Regions from separate parts of the Hordeum vulgare genome. Here region 1 is linked to region 2. A link is a contact called in public Hi-C data. All regions are on one chromosome and are shown on one strand. The core of a region is the stretch at or near the end of the contact, and the rest is flanking DNA. Distances in the headings are between cores, read along the strand shown.

Region 1 (6,153 bases), core at 1,338-3,837, 330 kb before region 2:
TCCGTGGATTGATTCTGTCATCACCATATTCCGTGGATTTGTTTTGTGCATCAAGTAGGAGGAACCAGTAATTGCATTCTTCCACTGACAAGAAAATTTTCGATGCCACTAATCACCGGCTCTCGATCAGCTTGTCAGCAAGTTAGCTCGAAAATGTTGGCGTAACTCATGAGGAACTAAGTCGCATCTGGGTTTATCCCCTTTTCACCAAATGCAACCTGCCATTTTTGCTACGATTCGATTGAACGGAAAGATGGAAAGACGGTTGATGGATAAACGCCAAAGCGATCCAATTAATCAGTCCGCAGATCACTTAATCATTCCTGCCAAAATCTATTGGCTAATCTGAACCAAAACGGGAAGATGCACACGCTATGAACAGACACAACACATGCGCTAGCATGCAGCGGCTAGCAAGTTGAGCCTAAAACAAAAACGAACTAGTTAAACGATGGTAGAAAGAATGTTACCCTACACAATACATGGATTGATATGCCTAGCTAATGTCAAGACGCCGGTAGGTTTTGGTAGTATTAAACCTATACATGGCGGCCGGCGGCCATTCCATGCAGAGACATAAAACACGGCCCGGTCCTACCAAGAGAGGAAGGCGCCCTAAACGCAGTCCTGCCACTAAACGCATTGCTCATGCTGATCGACGGGGATATCCGGACGGATATGACACTCCTTGATGAGGACAGTAGGCCCTCCACACTTCTCGTTCAAGTGAATTTTGTGTAAGAGGATGAATGTTGCTATTGTTGTTTCTTATCTCCGGAAATACTTCCTCACGTAGATGCAAGAATCGAGGAACGACCTAACAGGGCAAAAGGAAATGAAAGAGCCTAGTTGCACAACTGATGCATGGTTAGGATACAAAATGATCGGCATGGGACTTGATGTGGTTCCATTGACATTTTCTAATCGTCCTGAATTCTTTTCTGCGGTATCCATGATGATCAAAGTTTGGTGTTAATCCCTGATGCCTTCTAATCCCTTTATTTTAGTTCTTGATATGGGACTTGCTGTGGTTCCATTGACATTTTCTAATCGTCATGAATTCTTTTCTGCGGTATCCATGATGACCAAAGTTTGGTGTTAATCCCCGATGCCTTCTAATCCCTTGATTTTAGTTCTTGATATATCATAACTGATGGGTCGAATGGCGCATGATCTCGTTGTGAATATTAGTGATTGCCGGTCTATCTTTCCGTTGCTAGAAAGAGGTGAGATTTCTTAGACTATAGTTTAGAATGTCCATAGTGACCATATATATACACTCCGGCTGCCATGGTCTTCTTTTTTAGATTCGATTGCCAAGGTGGGTATGTGCAGTTATTTCTTTCAATGCATTTGGCCAATGGTTGGTCATCATGATGTTGTACATGGATATTCAGTGGACATGTGATGTTCACTTGATTTCGATGCATTTGGCCAATGGTTGGTCCACGTCATCGTGGTACATGGATGCTAAGTGGACACGTGACGTTCACTTGAATTTGATGCCTGCCCCACTTTGCCTTCAGGGCAGCTCTCTAACCCCTGGGTGTCATAACCACTGCAGTTATCTGTGACCAAAGGAGACTACTAACAGGGTGCCCCCTTTGTCACGCTTATGGCAATTCCTATATGGCGCCACATCGCCCGTTGTACTCCCTCCGTCTCAAAATAACTGTCTCAAACCTAGTACAACTTTGTATTAGAGCTAGTACAAAGTTGAGACACTTATTTTGGGACGGAGGGAGTAGTACTTTTTGCTACTTGGCGCACATCCCCTGTCGTTCTTGGCTCGGACTATTCTTTTCTTCATTCTAATGTTCGAAGAACTGTGTGGCTCCGGCTCATGACATCACAGTGGCATTTACCACTGCACCAACATGGTTCTTATAACCACATAGCATTTCTTTCTTGATGCAAATGTGGGGTCAGAAAAAAAAAGCATCGAGTCCCTATATGAGTTTTTTCTCTGAGGTTTTGTTATTTTTGGCAGTCTTTAAAAAAATGTTTTCTTTACTTAATTGGTTTCTTCAAATTCATGAAATTTTTCAGTTTTTATGAACCTTTTCTGAAAATCCTTGAAATATTTGCAAAATTGATGATTTTTTTTTTCAAATTAGTGGTTTTTAAAATATAAATTCATGAAATTTATAAAAGTCCACCATTTTTTCCATGAAAATCCGGTGAACTTTTTTAAAAGTTAGAGATTTGTTTTTCAAAATTGACCATTTTTGGAAACAATCATTTTTTTTCTAAATTGATGAACTTTTATCAAATTCGTGAAACCTTTTTAGGAGATCTGATGAACTTCTTCCAAACACATGAACCGTTTACATTTTTGTGCTTCTTTCAAATTTGTGAACGTTTTTTCCAGATCATGAACTTTTTCGTATTTCATGAACTTTTTCGGATTTTTTATTTCAAATCTGTGAACTAGCATTAATTAAAAACATTTTCCCAATTTTTTTAATTTTATTTTTCTCATACATTTTTTGTTTTTCTTAATGTTGGTGGTTGACCGGTCAACTGGTCAACCATTGGTTCGAAGTGTATGTGATGCCCGCTGTTGAGCAGACCGACCGATCACATCGCACGGGATGGGCCGCCAATTAGGACGTTCGCTCGCGTAAAGGCGACCATCAGATAGACCAGCCCAGCTCATAGGAGGCCACATGCTCATTATTATTATTTTCATTTTTTTATTTCCGTTCATTTCCTTTTTCTTACTTCCATATATTCTGCAAATACATATTTAAGAAATTATTTACATAAACACATTTGAAAACAAAAATTAACCGAACATTTGAAAAATGTTAAATGTACATACATAATATGTTATCATGTATACAAAAAATATAATGTGTATAAAAACATATGATTATGTATTAGAAATTATCAAGCATTTTAAAAAACAAAATTTTAAAAAAAATTAATCAATCATTTCAAATATGTTAAATGTTTAAATAAAATCACTATTTATATCTTGAATTTGAAAAAAATTAAGAATTTAATAAATGTTAAATGTATATAGAAAAATGTTGACCGTGTATTAAAAAATGTTAATATTGTATCTTAGTAATGTGAATCAAGCATTTACAAATGTTTAAATGTGTATTAAAAAATTTGACCATCTAATAAGACATGTTAACCTTGCATTTCAAAAAATGTCAATCAACCATTTTACAATTCTCATAAATACATATACAAAAAATTATTGAATATTAGCCCTACAAGAAACGCCATAACCTTCACCTCGGTCCACCTCACCACGTTCGACCAATATGACACACGAGATATACGTGTTGGTTGGTGTGGAGGGCTAATCGGCTGAGCATAGCGCACCGGATATCAAGGTGGATGGCGCACCGGGAGCTCATCCTAGGAGGTCGATATCTCCCAGTGCATCGGCCCCGTTCGGCCATATGGCAGGCGGCCATATCCCGGCCGGCATGTCTATGGAGGATGTAATCGCTTTTGGAGGGATTCATGACCCTATGTTCGATGGCAGGCGCTTTAGTCACGGAATTCAGGCCTAGTTGGATGGAGACGACATACAAATGGGGCGTGCTATGAGGGTCGCCAAGCTTTGAGATACCGAAACAAATACATGTATGTTGGTAAATAATAGTTGTTCTATTCTTCACTTTACTGAGCATGCAATTATTGATAAAGCCACCAACTTAGGGATATCTCCTCGTAGTAATGGCAAAGAAACCACCAAAACAATTAATGATCTATTAGATTTAGAAGCGGACAAAGCTTTGGATTTAATTAGAAACATTGCGACAGTAAAACCTATGAATGATTCCGATATTAATATTCTTGGGGTTACGGCATTAGAAAGTATTTGTGAGGATCTATTTCCAACGGAGGACTTACAAAATGAGCATGTGGATGTGGTTCCAGAGGGGTATATGGCCCCTTTGCAACCAAATGTCATTTATACCACTGCCACTTGTCATGGGGACGCAATGGTGATGGAGGATAAACCTTAAATAACCTGGAAGGTTTATCCTACATCGACAATTAGTAGGAATGCGAGAGTAAAACAAAATAAAAAAATCCATGATGATATATGAAAGGTATCTTTTGCAATAGCAGAGGTCTAGTATAAACTTATTTGATCTAGTTTATAAAGCTAGCTCAACTCTAGTGTAAAATTATTTGAACTAAGTCAAAGACCTAGTACAATTCTAGTGTAAAAATATTTGAACTAGGTTTTAGGGCTAGTTCAACTTTAGTGTTAAAATTATATGAACTAGGTCATAAAGCTAGCACAACTCTATTGTAAAATTATTTGAATTAGATTATAGACCTAGGTCAATCCAATGTAAAAATATTTTAACTTGGTTATAGAGCTAACACAATTCTAGTGTAAAAATATATATTTGAACTAGGTTATAAAGCTAGTACAACTCTACTGTAATATTATTTGAACTAGATCAAAGACCCAGTACAACTCTAGTATAAAAATATTTGAATTAGGTAATAGAAGTAGTTCAACTCTAGTGTAAAATTATTTAAATTAGGTCAAAGAACTTTTACAACTATTGTAAAAATATTTAAACTAGGTGATAAAGATTGTTCAACTCTAGTGTAACATTATTTCAACTAACTTATAGAGCTAGTTCAATAGTGCAAAATTAATTGATATAGGTTATGAAGCTAATTCAACTCTACTGTAAAGTTACATGAACTAGTTCATAGAAGTAGTAGAACTCTAGTGTAAACTTATGTTAACTAGGTTCTAGAGCTACTAAAACTTTAAAATAAAATTATTTGAACTAGGTTATAGAGCTAGTTAACCTCTTATATAGAATTATTTGAAGTAGTTTTTAGAACTAGTTCAACTCTAGTGTAAAATTATTTGAATTAGGCCAAAAATCTAGTACAACTTTAGTGTAAAAGAAATTTTACTACGTTATAAGGCTAGTTAAATTCTAATGTAAAATTATATGAACTAGGTTATAGAGCTAATTCAACTCTAGCGTAAAATTATTTAAACTAGGACAAATACCTATTGCAACTCTAGTGTAAAAAATTGAATTATTTAATAGAGTTAGTACAACTCTAATGTAAAATTATTTGATATAGGTTATAGAGATAGTTCAACTTTGGTGTAAAATTACATTAAATAGATTATATATCTTGTACAACTCTAGTGTAAAATTATTTGACTAGGTTATGCAGCTAGTATAACTATTGTAAAATTACATGAACTAGGTCATGGAACTAATAGAACTCTAGTGTAAAATTGTTTAAACTAGGTCTTAGAGCTATTAAAACTGTAGTGTAAAGAAACAACGAAAAACAAAATAAAACCCTCTTAAAAACCAAGATAGGAACAAAACAACAAAAGAAAAAAGAAGGTAATGAGAATGAAAAGAAGAACCGAAGAAACCATTAAAGAAACAAAGAAAAGAAACTATAACGGCAAAAACCAAAGAAACCAAGGAAAACAGGGAAGAAATAAGAGAATGGAAAAAGGCAAAAAGAAAAAGAATTAAACAAACACATCAGCAAACAGAACCACAATCGAACAAATGAGTAACATGGCATTGAATCGGCCCATATGTGTGCACGCTACAAACTGTTTGGGGTACTCCAACCATCGGTTGAAGAGTGTCAACATGGAGGCCGGCAATGAAGGCGTCGGTAGCGGGGTGCACAACATGGAGGCCGGCAATGAAGGCGTCGGTAGCGGGGTGCACAAGGAGTTGAATCTGGTGTCGCATGATCCGATGCTAACCATCAAAGTTTTTTCCCCACATTCTAGTTAGAATGTTTTGATGTATTCCGAATTTTGAAGTTTAGATGTCGTATTATTTAGAAGAAGCAAAAAAAAAATCTGGTGTTTTAAGTTAGTTGTATAGTACGGATCTCAAAGCAGCATTGAAGGGTAAGGATAAGGGGTGTCTGAAAGCCCGTGCTTTAAGAATCCCCTCTCTCCCTGCACCCCTCCATAGTCGGACCACCATCGCTCCCCATCACCCATCCCCAGCGCGGATCCGTGTTGTCACAAGTGGTCCCGAGCTTGTGGCTGTGGTGTCGCATCTTTCTCCCTCGTTGCCAGCACTTCTTCCTCTCATGCCTCCGGTGCTTCTTACTCGCGTGCTCGCGTGCCAAGCTTCCACCCCCCACAAAGGAAATACATCA
Region 2 (6,117 bases), core at 921-3,420:
ATGAGGAGGAGGATGATGCATCAAGTGATGACGGCAAGAGAAGCCCCACACCCAACTCGGTTTCATACTCGAAACCAAAACGACCGGATGGGTGCAAGAAGGACAAAACCGAAAAGAAGAAGAGGAAAGGAGATGATGAGCTCACAAATGCTATGGAAGCTATTGTGAAGGCAAGAAAAGAAGTCAACGAGGTGAGGAAAATGGCAAGGAACCAAGATGCCGCGGCCGAGGAGAGGAGGTTGGCGGCCGAGGAGAGGAGGGTGGCCGCCGAGGAGAGGAAAGTGGCATTGGAGGAGAGGAAGGTGGGCATGGAGAAGCGAGCTAAGTTGTTGGAATGGGAGAAGCACTTGTTCTTCTTGGACACATCTTTGTTCAATGATGCGCAAAAGGAATATGTCAACCTTGCCCGTGAGGAAGTCGTGATCCAAAAAAGAGCCATGATCCGCGGCTTGGGTGGCGGTGGCCTTGGCGCCATGCGTGGCGGTGGCCTCGGCGCCATGGGAGGCATGGGTGGCTTTGGAGCCATGGGATGCATGGGTGCACCTCCGGCCTCCATGGGAGGCATGGGTGGCTTTGGAGCACCCTCCGACGCTATGGCCGTCATGGGAGGCATGAGTTTTGCTTCTCTCATGGGAGGCATGGGTGCACCTCCGGCCGCCATGGGAGGCATGGGTGCACCTCCGGCCGCCGTTGAAGATCTTGCCAACACCGCCGGAGCTTCACGTGATGCGGTGCGTGATGAGGTTAGGGAGGAAGATTCATCTACGGAGGCGGAAGAATCGTCTTCGGAAGATGAGGACGAAGACGAGGAAGATGATGATTGATGTGTCTTTCATTTATATGTCTTGAACTTGTTTGCATTTTGAACTTGGTTGGATGAACTTGTGGGCATGAACTTTTATGCATCAACTTATTTGTGTCAAATTCATCACATGTTCATTGCATTTTTGCGCGCGCTGCATTTTTGTGCGCTGCTGGAGCGGCGCTCGCGCGCTGCATTTTAACGCTGCTGCTGGAGCCAGCGCTGCGCGACGTGCCAAACCAGCCGAAGCGCGCGCGGCAATAAATTTTTTGAGCGCGGCGCAAAGCGCGGCTGTTGGAGATGCTTTTACTACTGCTATCAATTCTTAAATCCACACAAGACTCTTGATACTTTTGCAATGGGAGTCTTGTTTTGGGAAAATTAAAGAAGAAAAGATTTGGGCAACGCTAGTTTTATTGTAAGAAACTAAAGAAAAGAAGGTTTTGCAACGTGATGTACGTACACAAAATTAGATAAGCGAAGGTTTCGCAATAAAGAACAGGTTGTAAAAGAACAATACATACAGGTTGCATCAACGGATCGGACGACTCGCGGGACGGCGGGTCTTTCAAAAATATCCGCAGGTCCAACGCGTAACATGCCCTATAAAGAATTGATATCCTTTCTTGAACTTTGTCCATGTTTGGATATTCTAATTCGGTTAGAGGTTAGAGTTATATTTTAATTCTAAACTAATTCTAAACTAACTCTAACCAAAGAGGTGTTTGGATGAAAGGGTTTGATTGTGAACAAATGCACTTTTTTCAATCATTTGACTCTTTTATCTAGAATTTTGTGTGGTGGAGAAAGAAAGAAAAGTAATTTTTTCTGGACCCCACCTAACTCTAACCCAAAAAAGCATATCTTGGATGGGTTAGATTTTTGAAATGGGTTAGATACATCTAACCAACTCTAACCCATTTATTTAGATTTTTAAGCGATAAATGAGTTCAATCTAACCAACTCTAATACTAGCATCCAAACATGGTCTTTGTAACAGGTGCACTGGCACGGGTGATGGGGAGTAGTAGGGCCTCGTAACTTGTAACGAAACACGTCCAAAAGCGTCCAAACATGAATGAATTTGGAGTTATCGCTGGCCTCTCCCACTTGCACTTGTCCGGCGTGGTAGAGGACACGAAAGAGACGTGCCAAGAGTACAATGCAAGAGCTGCTTCTGGCCACACGAAACAAACAAACAAACAAACAAAAGTGAGGACTCCCTCCGTCCCAAAATAACTGTGTTAAGTTTAGTACAATTTTGCATTAGAGCTAGTAGAGTATTATATGAAATGAATCCATACGCTACGCGGACAAAGAGAGGAGCCAAAAGCGTGCTTGGCCGCGGCCGTCGATCGGCTTCCAGGCGTCTCCTTGGACGCATCGCAGGCGGCTCTCCAAAATCCAAATCCATCCACCGCCCACCACCTGCTCGTGTCGTGTCCCCGTCACCAGGCCCTCCTCTTGGAGCGTTGCCGCGTGCGTCGGCGCCGGTCGGTTTCTGAACCACAACAAAACGCCATCCACACCGACCCCATACGGTTTCGTACGATTTGTATGCATTTGCACGTTGGACATCTCCTCTCCTGGCCGATACGATTATGAGGAGCAAGGCGCCATGCCAACCGCGGAATACAGACGTGCTTGTCCTCCGAGGCTCTCTTTTGTGTTTGTGCATGTGTTTGGCAGCATACGCCAAAGCGGCATGGCGTGAGATTCTTCAGGATCTTGTTTGTTCGCTTCCCTCATGTCCCGTGCACACACCTCCAGAGCCTAGAGGAGGAGTAGTATCACTTCTTAATTCTAGTAGTAGTCTAGTAGATGCCAGTACTTCACACTAGTCTACATAGCCAATCAGGCTCGTGTTTGTTTGGATTAAACTTGCTACGTGCATGCATGTGCCGTGTCTGCTCAGTGCTCATCGTACGCCCTCCTGTTTTGGCTCAGATTAATGCATATTTTATTGTGAAGTGATATAACGATTGGATCGGTTCGTGTTACTATCGATCTGTGTGGCAATCTTTCCATTCAATTTAGAGGTAATAAGACCACGGATCGTACAACTTGTATTGGACGTGATACTTTAGTCCTAGAACTTGCAAAATGACACTATCCACTCCTCCAACTTGCATTTTTCGCGCAAACTTATTTTACGCGGTGAGGCTTTATAATGGGTCTGTTAAAATGCTCTAAGAAACACACATGGCATCTACAAGGACCCCCTCAAACGGACACAATATCCGTCGGATGGGAGACGACCATCCAACCCTAGCAATAAAACACAGGAACACATTTGAATAGATCGGATAAATTTCATGCAAATTCAAAGATTTTATTTAAACCGGATCAAATTCATTATATGTTTTAATCTGTAAACTGAACAAAAGTACACATGAGATATATTTTTACCTACTCTAATTGTTCGCCAGCCTTGGTTGCGTCTGCGTTCCACATCTTGTCTTCCTGTCAAGCTCGACGGTCATAAGTTTGAGGTGGTCAAGTGCTACTCCTGCAAGAGTTGTTAGACCAACTCTAGCAGACCCCACAAAACGACCGGCCCGTAAAAAATCCGGCGACTATACGGGTTTAGGCTATTTTTTCTGTCAGAGCAGACACCACAAACGCGGCCCAGTCTGAATTTTTTTTGCGGTGGTCCGTAAACGCGATCGCTCGACCGGTATAATTGCGGGTTCGACCGCTGGATGCGGGTCGAAACTCTATCCCTCCGCCGCCGCGAAAAGCCCCCCCCCCCCTAACTCACCGTCGGCGCCTCCAATCCGCCGCCGCGAAAAGCCCCCCCCCCCCTAACTCACCGTCGGCGCCTCCAACCCGCCGCTGCACGCCTTCATTCCACCGCGTAGCCGCTCCAATCCACGGCGCTTGATGGCCAGCTCCGGTAGTCGTAGGGACGACGGCCCGGAGAGGGCTCGTCGCGTCAGATCCGACGCCGTCCGTAAGCGCACCGCCCGCCGGTACACGCGGTGGGGCCTGACGCCGCCGCCGTCGCTCCTCCGTCGCGAGACAGAGGATTACGACCGCCCACGCAACCGCCTCTTCTCCGGCAGCAGCTCAATCGGGGCGTCGAGCTCGCGCTCGTCCTCCTCCCTTCCATCGGTGAAGAGGGAGCTCGAAGAGCTCCTATCGATGAAGATGGAGCCGGAGGCCGAGGCGGTACCGGAGCGACGTGCCGGGGCCGTCGTCGGACCGGAGGATTTCCTCCCTCCGGCGGAGGCGGATAGCCTCCTGCCCGTGATGCTGGCACAAAGTGCACGAGAGGCGGAAGAGGACCAGCAGCGCCGCCAGAGGGAGGAGGAGATCGACACCGTGCTCTACGAGCAGGGTGTCGCGTTGGCCATAGCCTTCGGCCACAAGGTGGAGGAGTGGCGCCACGAAGCGACTGCACAGAAGCGCATCTACGTCGAGCTCTCCTCCGACGAGGACGGCGACTGAATGTAGGATATCTACTACTGCACGAGCTCGACTCCGGTGAGCTTCATTTTGCGTAGTGCGGTAGGATAGGTAGTAGCTCTGGTGAGCTCCGATAAGCTCCAGTAGGTGATGCCCCCTCTAGTACTGAATGTAGTGTTGTATGATCATGACTATGGTTCCAATTTCGTCCGCGAATGTTTACTTTTCAAATTATGCAGTTTCATTATGCGGGTTCTGTTCTGCAGCGAATTGCAAAACGCGTTTGCAGGTCGTGATTATACAGGGTCTGCTAAAATTGCTCTTAGGGTCCTTAAAGAGAAAGGATGAGGTAGTACATCAACAAAATGTTTTCCTGAGTTAAAGAATCAAGATAATCAATTCAATAGAAGTCAACTAAGCTAGCAAGATAAACAATACATGCGCGTAAATAAATTAAAAATTTGCGCCCAATGTGGCAAGAGCGTTGTCAAACTTCATGTCTTGCTAGTTACAAGAATATACGAAGTAGAGATTGTAGCGCTAGTATCCCATGCACACCTTGTGTTTCTTCGGTCCCCTCCGGTCCTGACCGATAACCGAACCGATTTTTCGCTTGACTAAAGCCTCGGTTAAAATAAATGTTTTTGCTTCGTACTAACTTTAGTATAAAGTTATATTAAGCTTGAGATAATTATTTTAGAACGAAGAAAGTACTTTTTGAAAAGACTAATCGGTCAACAAAATTAGAAACCGAAGTGTTTCTAAACCCGAGAAACCGAACCGATCAGCTGGGTTAGACCGAAGGAATGGCCAGGCCGGCTCCCGATTGATCTAAAAAAAGAATCATCGTCACGTCCCGGCCTCTATCCAAGCACTGGTAGGCAAGTGTCCAAACGGCTCGCCGCCACCAACCTCCCATCACATCACAAACCGTAGCTCACCACCACCGCTAGTTGCACACACGGCAAGATCCAGCCGACACACCAACAGCCTCCTTGCGCCATCAAGGAAGGAAGACCACAATCATGCCACCACCGCGCCCCGACTGGATCCGCTGCATCCCGTCACCCGCAACGCCGGATCTGGCAGCACCGCCCACCACACTCGTAGACTTGGTTTTCAAGATGAAAACACATGATTTGGCGTAGGAAATGTGTGTTCTTACAGTGAAAATAAAAGGTATGACTACACGAATGAACAGATAAATAAAGATACGTCTGATCACATGGGATGGGTTTATATACAAGTATTTGTTAAGTCGGAATGTTGTAAGGCCAACTCTAACGCGCGGACCCAAACGGATAATTGTCCGGATTTCGTGTGTTTTTGATCCATTCCCGGCCCAAACTTGCGCCCAGTTTAAGAGAAACGGACATCGCACGGACGCCGCACGCCCTTGTCCATCCGTGGCCCGCGTGTCGGGGACACAAGTGCTCCCAGATATTCCAACGCCTCCACCCCTCTCCCGCCCCGCCCCGCCGACGGCGCCGCCGCTATTCTCCGGCCACCTCATCCCCCGGCCGTACATAGCAAACCCCGTCTCGCCATGGCCGCCACGACGCCCGCGCTTTCGTTGTAGTTTGGGCGTCGATCGGAGGAGGTTTGGCCGTCGCCGTCGTAGCCGGCGGCAGAGGAATACGGCTACAGGCGACGTACCACGGCGGCCACGTCAGCTTCCGACGAGTGCTCCAGAGCGGCCAGTAGCCGGCCACCAACCACCCCTGCATCGAGGTGACCATCGCGACCTCTTTGCCACCACGAGCGCAAGGTGTTCGACACTTTGCCCGCAAAGGTATGGACAGTGGTGATGAGTTTTTCTTTCACCATTTCATTTATTCATCGGACGATTCGCCGTCCGATGATGAAGATATTGTGGTGGATGCAGTGATGGTTCACGACCACATTCA

What was found. Hi-C and Micro-C count contacts between places; a contact is called where the count stands out from the background.
Region 1: a contact with region 2 is called in a Hi-C map of leaf, with 5 times the contacts expected there. The contact joins two enhancer-like sites. A contact is called at or near these places in 4 of 6 Hi-C or Micro-C datasets (leaf and seedling).

What each region holds. Positions count from the first base shown.
Region 1 is chr3H:595,393,700-595,399,852 of MorexV3_pseudomolecules_assembly, reverse strand. No RefSeq gene overlaps it. Among protein-coding and RNA genes, the nearest start is that of LOC123440929, 62 kb to the left of the region's middle. Within about 2 kb of position 2,587, at least 3 of the 3 cell types and tissues checked have open chromatin away from gene starts, as enhancers often do. A contact at or near this core is called in leaf and seedling, where this site is marked.
Region 2 is chr3H:595,059,349-595,065,465 of MorexV3_pseudomolecules_assembly, reverse strand. No RefSeq gene overlaps it. Among protein-coding and RNA genes, the nearest start is that of LOC123445478, 12 kb to the right of the region's middle. Within about 2 kb of position 2,170, at least 3 of the 3 cell types and tissues checked have open chromatin away from gene starts, as enhancers often do. A contact at or near this core is called in leaf and seedling, where this site is marked.